3 separate regions of the Rattus norvegicus genome follow, and all the other regions are linked to region 1. The links are chromatin contacts, called in public Hi-C maps. All regions are on one chromosome and are shown on one strand. Each heading gives the region's core, a stretch centred on a gene start, on an enhancer-like site or on the middle of the called end of the contact. The rest is flanking DNA. Distances are from core to core; before and after follow the strand shown.

Evidence for each region. Hi-C and Micro-C count contacts between places; a contact is called where the count stands out from the background.
Region 2: a Hi-C map of liver shows a contact between it and region 1, with 4 times the contacts expected there. The contact joins two enhancer-like sites. A contact is called at or near these places in 9 of 12 Hi-C or Micro-C datasets (the A7r5 cell line, the Rat2 cell line, Schwann cells and 5 more).
Region 3: a Hi-C map of liver shows a contact between it and region 1, with 4 times the contacts expected there. The contact joins two enhancer-like sites. A contact is called at or near these places in 2 of 12 Hi-C or Micro-C datasets (kidney and liver).

What each region holds. Positions count from the first base shown.
Region 1 is chr7:32,702,127-32,705,272 of GRCr8, forward strand. No RefSeq gene overlaps it. Among named protein-coding and RNA genes, the nearest start is that of Plekhg7, 11 kb to the left of the region's middle. Within about 2 kb of position 1,630, at least 33 of the 93 cell types and tissues checked have an H3K27ac peak or open chromatin away from gene starts, as enhancers often do. A contact at or near this core is called in hepatocytes and liver, where this site is marked.
Region 2 is chr7:33,554,107-33,557,252 of GRCr8, forward strand. No RefSeq gene overlaps it. Among named protein-coding and RNA genes, the nearest start is that of U2l1, 280 kb to the right of the region's middle. Within about 2 kb of position 1,580, at least 4 of the 93 cell types and tissues checked have an H3K27ac peak or open chromatin away from gene starts, as enhancers often do. A contact at or near this core is called in hepatocytes and liver, where this site is marked.
Region 3 is chr7:33,352,106-33,355,251 of GRCr8, forward strand. No RefSeq gene overlaps it. Among named protein-coding and RNA genes, the nearest start is that of Btg1, 130 kb to the left of the region's middle. Within about 2 kb of position 1,701, at least 1 of the 93 cell types and tissues checked has an H3K27ac peak or open chromatin away from gene starts, as enhancers often do. A contact at or near this core is called in liver, where this site is marked.

The DNA of each region.
Region 1 (3,146 bases), core at 380-2,879:
AGGGCCGGAGTACTAAACCACAACCTTCTCTTTTGCCTTTCAAACATCCCGAGCTTTTCAGGAGGTACACTGTGTGGCAGCTCATGGACCTTCCCACTTTCTGATGGATAGGGACACTGAGGCGACCAATATGAGTCTAGTCTTGCTTGACCTTTGACCCTTAGTCCAGTGTTCTTTCCAATTTGCCGCGTGGTATCTTGGAGGAGAGGCTGGCTATGTCGTCCATAAGGTCCATGAGGACCAACATTGGGTTAAGCTCTTCCATGCTGTGTGGTGCTTGGCATGCAATAGGCCCTCCGTACATACTTGTTGGCTGAGTGAAATATACACTGTCATAAGCTGGCTGAACTTCTCGGTGCTTTTAGGGAGTGAAATGGGGTTAGGAGATGTGGAGGGTGGTTAATTTATGGTCCCAGATTCTCTTCTCCAGGAAGAGAGCTCAGTCCCTTGAAGATAAATGCTTTACTATTTTTATCGCCTCAAGGTTTACAGGATCCTCACGCTCTCTCCAGCTTGCTCTTCCTTTTTCAGGGAAGTTTTTACTTTTTTTTTCTTAGGGTTAAGAGCTGTCGAATTTCCTAAATCTGGATATCCCAGAATGTGGGCTACTTAAGAAAAAAAAAAAAAAAGATGAGCTCATGTGTGTGTGTGTGTGTGTGTGTGTGCGACTGTATGTATGTATGTTTTGACTGTGCAGATATATAAATTGAATCTTCTTGCCGGACCCACAAGTTGAGTTGATGATCTCCCAGCAGTGGCATCTGTTGGAAAAATCTCGACTCAGTTCAAACCAATTGTGCAGCTTTTATTTTGCCCCAAAGAGATAGCCTAGGCTGTAATAGCTCAGCTGTGATCATTCCTGGTAATGGTCTTTGAATGGCTTTGAATGGCTTGTCTGCAAGTTCTGTGTGTTGGTGTCAGACTCTACTTAGGTCAGACAAGGACAGCTAACGACCGTCTGATGGCTTCCATCTGGGCCTTAAGCGATGCCTGCTCCCAGGTGTTTGGGCAATTATCACTGACAGGCACCCCAGGAGAAGGGCACGGGGAGGAGAGACTAGAGAACAAGCCCTCAGCTCATAGCTACATGGCAGAGGCTGCAGTTTGGCTGCTAGGACATTCTCAAAGGCTTTCTGTTGTCCCAATTCACTTTGTTTTTCTCTGGTAGACTTAGAAAAAGGTGTTTGTTGGCCGGCTTGCCAGCTGTGCTCTGTGGGAAAACAGCCTGCTAGGGTGGAGTGAAGTGGTTAGTCACTTCTCCACCTTTACGAGTTATTCCTCTGCACTGAAGTTACCTTTCCTACTGGCAGATACAAAGATCACATTATGCGTGGTGCCCAGGGGTGGACCCGAGAAGGTGCTGGCAAGAGGTGGAGTGACTGGTGATGACTGGCTGGTTTTTATGTAGACAAATTGACCAGAAGGATTTTTTTTTAATTTGGCATAAGGACTTACTTCTTTCTTCTTCTTTTTTTCTTCTTCTCACAATAATGAATGAGCTTGTTTGCAATTATACAACAAGTTCCCATTCATTAGCAACCAGAGCGGGATCCCAGCACTGGGACTTTGAATGTGCAGTTTCTTATTTGGTCCAAGGTCGAGCAATTTCAGCAGTCAGCTGTGGTGCTGCCAGCTCAGGTGTCCTGGGAGTGCTTTGATGTTTGCTCGTGCAGGAGGGCTGGATCTCCCTCTCTTGAATATATGAGGCTCAGGGCCTGTCATTTGTTTCGGAGATATGGAGTAACTGTAGACAGAAGTTTCAGCTTTGTCTGAAACTTATGTCACAAGGGAAGAGAATTTTCATATAGCTGCTGGACTTTGGATGACCCAACATTGTTTCCTCTTAGGAGTTGGGCCAAAGGACACTTCTTCACTAAAGCAAACAGGAGTCCTCCATCCACTTCATTCCTCTGACTGTGATCTCCCTTGAAAATAAAGAGTGGCAATTCTGATATTTGAATGTTTTTTTTCTCTCAAAAGCAAAAGTTCATTTATTGTTTTTTGATTACTTAATTACTTATTCTTGTTATTACTGTTGCTTTTGTGAGAGAGGGCACCAGTATGGAGCTTAAGTATGCCTTGAACTTGTGATCCTTCTGCTTCGGCCCCCAAGGACTAGAATTATAGATGCTGCCATGCTTGGCTCAAAAGGAAAATTGACCCCTGCCTTGAAATTGGACATGATTGTTGTTTGTGTAATTGTGTTTGTGTGTTGTGAGGAGTGATGTGGTGTAGTGGGGGACAGTGTGATGGTGTGCAATAGGGGACAGTATGATGGGGTGCAGTGGGGACAGTGGGATGGGTACAGTGGGGACAGTGTGATGGGTGCAGTGGGGACAGTGTGATGGGGTGCAGTGGGGACAGTGTGATGGGTACAGTGGGGGACAGTATGATGGGGTGCAGTGAGGGAACAGTGTGATGGGTGCATTGGGAACAGTTTGATGGGTACAGTGGGGGACAGTGTGATGGGTATGGTGATTGTGAGGAGGCTGACAGTGACAATTTTTTTTGTAGCTATCAGTCAAAGCAGAATCATGTTCTGAGATCCTCTGACATGCCCTTTGACCCAGATGACAAAGGTGTACAGGAGCCCACAGGATACCACGCAGAATCAAGGCAGAGCCAGCAAGCAGCACTGTACTGTTCCATGAGTTTTTACAACTGTCTACCATACAGTGCCTGAATTTCCTACAAAAGAATGTAAAACGAGGATTTCTTTCAGACCTTCATTGTAATGGTTAAATGCATTAAGGACTACAGCACATGAATTTATTTATAGAATATAATTTCATTATACTTAATGGAAACTATATTCCATAATATAATGAAAACTAAATTGCATATATATTACACGCATACATATATGAGTTTGAAATGAATGTGGGCCTTTTATTAAATAATATTTTTCATAAACATCTGGAATTCTATTTAAGAAATTGCAACTATGAACCTTGTTCCACTTAGAGGTAGTCTTGGTTCTCCACAGCCATCTTCACAGAAGGGAGAGACCTCAGCACATCACCATTTCATTTGTTTTCATGTTTCTTCACAAATGGTGAAAATACTAAAGCACAGACAAGGAATATTCACAACGTGGCCAACATTATCAATATGAAATCAGACATTTAAACCATTTCCCGATTAAA
Region 2 (3,146 bases), core at 330-2,829, 850 kb after region 1:
TTGTTTCAGGTGACTTTATGCCAACTTTTCCATGTTTTTTCTCTTGTTTTCATCCTGTTAGAATTCAGTTACTGAATTTTACATTAAAATAATGATTTTTTTTTGCTGGCATCGAACAGTGGCAGGCATAGCTGCCCGAATTCAGGGGGAAAATGCCTGTCATTTACCTCACATAACTTTATACATCTTGATTCAGACAATTAAAAATGTAAGACTTGAAGCCTGGAATCTCATTTCAGTAGAGTAGTTGTGCTCTTTGCGAATATAATTCAGACAGTGTGGTCTTCTTTGATCACTGACCAAACTCAGCAGATGTAACTGAGGCGCTAAAAACATTAGCGCTCCTGTATATGTCCTTGTATACAGAGGTATTAGCATGGGGTGGTTCACAGATACCACAGGTTAGTCTAGGAATACATTTATGTGCTTTGCTCCAGCACCTGTATCTACAGAAAAGCAGTTTTTCCGTCTTTGGGTCTTTCATACAAATGGATTGATTTTCTGCAGATGGCATGTTTCACACAAAGGATATAGCTCAGTTAAGAGGCTGGTTTCTTGGCACATAGCATGGATGCCCAGGACCCCATAAACCAGACCTGTTTCAGGACACTGCCTGGCGTCCCCAGACTCAGGAGGGTGTGAGTGCGCCGGAAGGCAGAGATTCAGGGTCATCTGCTTTAAACCAAGTCAATGCCAGTCCAGGAAACAGGAGATCCTGTCTCAAAGAAAGAAAAACACGTTCTCTATAATATTGTAAAATTTCATCGCAAAATCTTTAAAACTTCAGGGTAGAGGTGATTGCTTACCAGTGCTCAGCCTTGCCAGTCCCAGAGCTAGGCAGTAAATATTTGGTGAAAGGATGAGTGTCCTCCCGTTAGGCAATGAGGTTGCTTTAGCAATCGGATCCCTTAAATGGCATTATTTACTTGCTGAAAATGTGTTTTCTATATTGGCTAAGTTGTTTAATTTACATAGGCCTGCTGCCACACTGCCCTGTCACAGATCCACTGCAGAGCGTGCCCACAGCCTTTCTGACCTTCTCGCATCTAGAGATGTTGAGAAGCAAAGCCAGCTGTATCCATTTTGATTTCACAGCCCAGCCCAGCCCTGCCCCACCCCGCCCCTCTACCTCTAAATTGCAATTCTTTGATTTTCAATGCAGAGATGACATGCCCCAGCCTGGTCTGTGATTCCATAAATGCTTTAGCTTTAGGTTATAAACAGACTCAAGTGGAGTCTTGTCTGCCTGTTTACTGGACTGTTTTAGAGGCTGCTCAAATCCAAATGGCCAGGGGGAGGAGATGGAAACTTAATGTGTTTCAGGCTTCAGCGCCTGAAGGTAAGGGAGACACTGGGTTTCCCATTGCAGGTGAGCAGAAAAGACCTTTGAGCCTAAGCCATCCTGTTTTTCCCCAGTAAATATATATCATACTCAAATGACAGGTTTTCTGTCAAATACTGAATGAGACCCGCCTATCCAGGGAAGTTGAGCAATTCTTTGCTTGTTCAATACTTTAATCCTCAGCTCAGTTAAACAGAAGCTCCGGCACACAGGACAGAAAGTACAGCAAACATTGGGCATGCCAAACATGATGGGACTTTTTTGCTGGCATCACTCTGCCCTTCACCACTCCCCACTGGAAGAACGAGTTTTAAAGTTCTTTCTCTTGCCCAGGAAGCTGTTATTCTTATGGCAAAAGGCTGAGATCAATCACTATGCCAGATCCACGTCATTTGAAAGCATGACACAAGGGCAGGGATTAAGTTGAAATTTTAAGATGTAAAGTGTTATAATGTGAAGGAATTGGTACTTGTTGACTATATCCAAGGATGGTTGATGTACTTGGCATTTTCCAAACAATGTAATTCATTTATGATTACTTATGAATGGGAATCGGAAAGTTTTGAGTTGGGCTCTATGTTAGACACTGAAAGGAAAGAAAATGAATTGTCCTTAAGAAGTCTGCAAAGAGCTAGAGAGGCTCAGTGGGAAAGGTGCCTGCAGTGCCAGCATAGAGACCGAAGAAGAATCCGTATGAAGAACCCCAGAGTGGTGGTACAGGCTTGGCATTCCAATGCTGGGGAGGCAGAGACAGGTGGATGCCTGAGGCTCATAAGCTAGTCATCCTAACCTAGTCAGTGAGTCCCGGGTCAGTGAGAGACTGTCTCATAAAATGGACAGCTCCTGAGGTGTAATACCTGAGGCTGTTCTTTGTCTTTCACATGCACATACATCTGAACTCGAACAAATACAAACAGATGCACAACTCAACAGGTTCACATAGGTCAACATTGTACCCAGGAGAGCATCATGGAATGAACATACAATAAGTTTTTGTGTCATTGTATTATCACTGTGTCTCAGCAATGTCCCCTTATGTCCTCATTAGTTTTTGTTGTTGTTGTTGTTGTTGTTGTTGTTGTTGTTGTTTTGTTTTGTCACCTACACACAACCTGGATTCCCGAGGGAAGGGGGATTCTCAATTGAAATTTTGCCTTGATCAGATTGGCCTGTGAGCATGTCTGTGGTGGACATTGTCCCAGTGGATGATTTATATGGGAGGACCCAGCCTGTTATGAGGAGCACCATCTCTAAGCAACTGGTCCTGGGATGCATACAACAGCTAGTTGAGCCTGAGCCAGAGGGTGAAGCAACAGGCATTCGTTTGTTGTTTCTACTTCAGTTCCTGCCTTTACTACCCACAATGATAGACTGCCACTTAAAACTTTAAGATGAAATAAAGCCTCTCCTTTTGTGTTGGCTTTGGCTAGAGTGACTTATTGTAGAAACAGAATGAAAAAGTGATCCTGCCAGTAGGAAGCAGGAAAGGACATTAGACAAGAGTGTCAAGTACCAAGCACCCGTGGCATAAAAAAAATAGCCAATTCAATGATAGAAGTGCTGAGATTTTTCTTAGAAAAGCAGGACATGTTTGGCTGGAGAAGCATCCAATCCATGGTAGTGGAACCAGACCAACTCATCTGGCTCTGGTCTGTAGTACAACAGCTCCAGGCAGAGTTGCTGGGGAAGATTATGCAGCCAAAACGAGATAGATAGTAGTGTCAGCAATCAAGTGGAAATGGCCCACGGGAGCTGCAAGTGATCTTTAGAGTAACATGGCAGCCATGGTCACCCTGCAGAACAG
Region 3 (3,146 bases), core at 451-2,950, 650 kb after region 1:
AGGGAGTAAGTGTTTATTGAAGGCTTCAAAGGGTGGTATTACAAATGCATACCCATTACTTTGGCTTAGGTCTAACTAAGTCAGAGGAGGTACCCAGACCCTCAAAATGCATAAATGATAGTGGATTCACTTAACAGCACCATGTGTGTGTACTGGCTGTATTCAGCTCTCTCTCTTGGTTCTCACACCATCTCAGAGAAGACGTCTCCATCTCTACTATTGGACGAAATGGATCAAGAATCCTGTTGCTACCTCGGACGATGGTGCACGCCTTTACCGCTAGCATATAGAAGCAATAGCGAGCGAAATCTTTGTGATTTTAAGACCAGACTGGTAAACCAAGCCAGTTTCAGGGTAGGCAGTGTTACACAGAGAAACCCTACCTTAGGGGCGGGGCGGGGCGGGGCGGGAAAGGGCAGGTAGGGAATCCTGCTGCAGTTGATGGGCTTCACAAACCTTTGAATGGAGATTTCATTTGATGTATCCATGGCGCATCATGTTCCATGAGCACAGAACTTTTCAAATTTGATGTTGCGGACCTCTGTTTTCCTTTCCTCTTCAGGTACACTAGAGGCAATCACACAGCTCCAGGTAGAGAGAAGACTCTCAAGGCCTGGTGCCATCTCACTCAGACTTCGTGCCTGTGTGTATGTTTAATTTCCCTTGAATTCTTTTAGTAATATCTCAAAAGGAAACAAAATAAACAAGAATTTAATCTATTCTGTTTATCTGGAAGCTTTACTCTTAACCTCATAAGGTTTTTCAACATAATTAGTTTTGACTACAGAGTTTATCAGCATTTATAGGTTTCTCAAAAAACAAAATGAAGGGCACATTCATTTTCTTATGCTTCACCAACTACAAATTTGAGATCATTTGAAATTTTAATTCTGAATTATAATAAAATAATAACTTTATACTCTGCATCAGTGATTTAAAATGGTTGAAACTGAATCGCGTCTTTAATTTTTTTTATGTGGAATATTTTCTTCTCTTGGCTTCTTACTTTTATTGGGACATGTATTTCAATGCATATTGATTCGGGTTTTAAGATCTTGTCTGCTGTGACAACGAGGATGAGACAGAGACCCTGGTAGGAGGAGGTCTGAATTGCAGATGGTCTCAAGGGTGCCACTGAGTGACTGGTGGACCATGTCTGTTTGGTCTGAGCCACAGTTAACTGCTGTCATTTCTGGGCTAACTGTTCTTTTTCTCACTTACCTCAGGACACAGAGGGGCCGTTTGGTAGACCAGCATACTAACTCTAAGTGCGCAGTACCACTTAGTCCTAGATAGAAGTTGTCCGTGACCTTCCTGCCTGAAGTGCTCCTCACCATCCACTCTGAGCTATTTGCCTATGAGTCTTTCTGCGCCAGTTCCTGGGTTTCACAGTTCTGACTTTGAGGTGGTTCACCATTCCTTCTGATTTCCAATGCTCTTATGAAATTGTGCATTTATTTGATTTCATCAGAGTAATTGGGATAGGTAGAAATGTCTGTTCAGTCTGCCTTTTGCTCCTTTCTGGACAGACAGACAGACAGACAGACACACACACACACACACACACACACACACACACACACACACCCCAAACCAACAGTTAAATTCTAACCCTGGTTTTCACTTCTTGTGTATGCTCTGTCCAGTGGCAAAGAGTGCATCACCAGGACAAATTGCACTGGTGCTAGTGGCTTCTGAAAAGCTATGATGGCGTGGAGGAGAGCCAGGACCCATGATGCAAGTGGCATTGCCCAAAACAAGTTTCTTTAAATGTACTCACTTCAAAAGGACTTTATACGTCTCTTTAGCGAAATCGATATTTTCCCACATGTTTAATTGACAGCCACACCATTTTCTGGAATAGCATTACTAAATTTCTTGACATTTTAACCAGTACAAAGATTAACTAATAGTGTATTAGGAAGTTCTGTGTTGAAATCTTGTAATGTAGTCCAAGCTGGCTCCTGCCTTTTCTTCCTGTGTATTGCAATCACAGGCATATATCACTCTCTGCCTGGCCAAACATGTTTTCCATCAAATGCACTATTTTAAGAAGGCTTCCTGCATTCCTGTTATTTGACTTGTGAGTTGGAGATTTCTTGCTGTGTAGTTTCAAACTCTTGATCCTCCCGCCTTATTCTCTTGAGTTCTGAGAAGACAAGTGTGTACTATCAGACATGGCTATTCCTCCATTCTTTAAGGTAAACTGTTTTTATCCATTGGTGAGAACTACTGATTTTTATCATGGACTTCTCCTTTTGAGATTATAATGTAAAATCTAAGAACTTCATTGATCTATAAAACATCCTTTTCGTTCTCGTGTGGATTAAGGTTAAGGTTAGAGTTAGCATCCTTGCATAGTACGAGCTAAATCCACGCTATGATTCATGATTTTCCTGAGGCAATGCAGTGTTCATAGACTAAAGAATTGGTGACTTACTTTGCCCAAACCGCTCTCCAAGTTTCTAGTTCCAATTTCATTGCCTATGCAGGAGAAGTAGGCAATATTTTGCTAAAGAGAAAGATCATTCCTTGTTAATATTTCTGACAGCTTGCAGTCTGTTCATTGGGAGCTTGCTTATTCCAACTTCTCGAGATCTGTCTGGTTCTGTGTTGCCAGTGCGATTGTTGCTGTCTTGCTCAACACCCGTGATTCATGCACATCCATGGGTATCTTTATATTTGACTTGGAGCGTCCTCTGATGTGTGCATTATCACTAGGTCAGATCTCTCTGTCCTGGGACACGTATTGGCTCTTGTTTAGTTTTGAGTACAAACAAATCTGGAGCAATAAAATGGCCCAGGGTATTTTGCCCTTGCAAGGAACATACTACACAGCTCATGCCAAGTTTTTCATGGTTTTTGTGAGAAAATTTTAGGTGCAGCAAAAGAGATGATTGGTTACATTCTCACAGCTGATTAGCTCCAACACAGAGTGGTATAAAGTGTGTGTGTGTGTGTGTGTGTGTGTGTGTGTGTGTGTGTGTGTGTGTGTGTGTGATGGGTGGGAAGAGAAGGCCTTAAAGATAATTCTTGTCACTGCTTTGAGTCAGATGATTCAGGCTGAGACAAGGCCAAACCTCGGAGATCTAAACATGTTCTTGGCTCCAGAAGGCAAATAATATATATATCAGATCTCTGCCTTA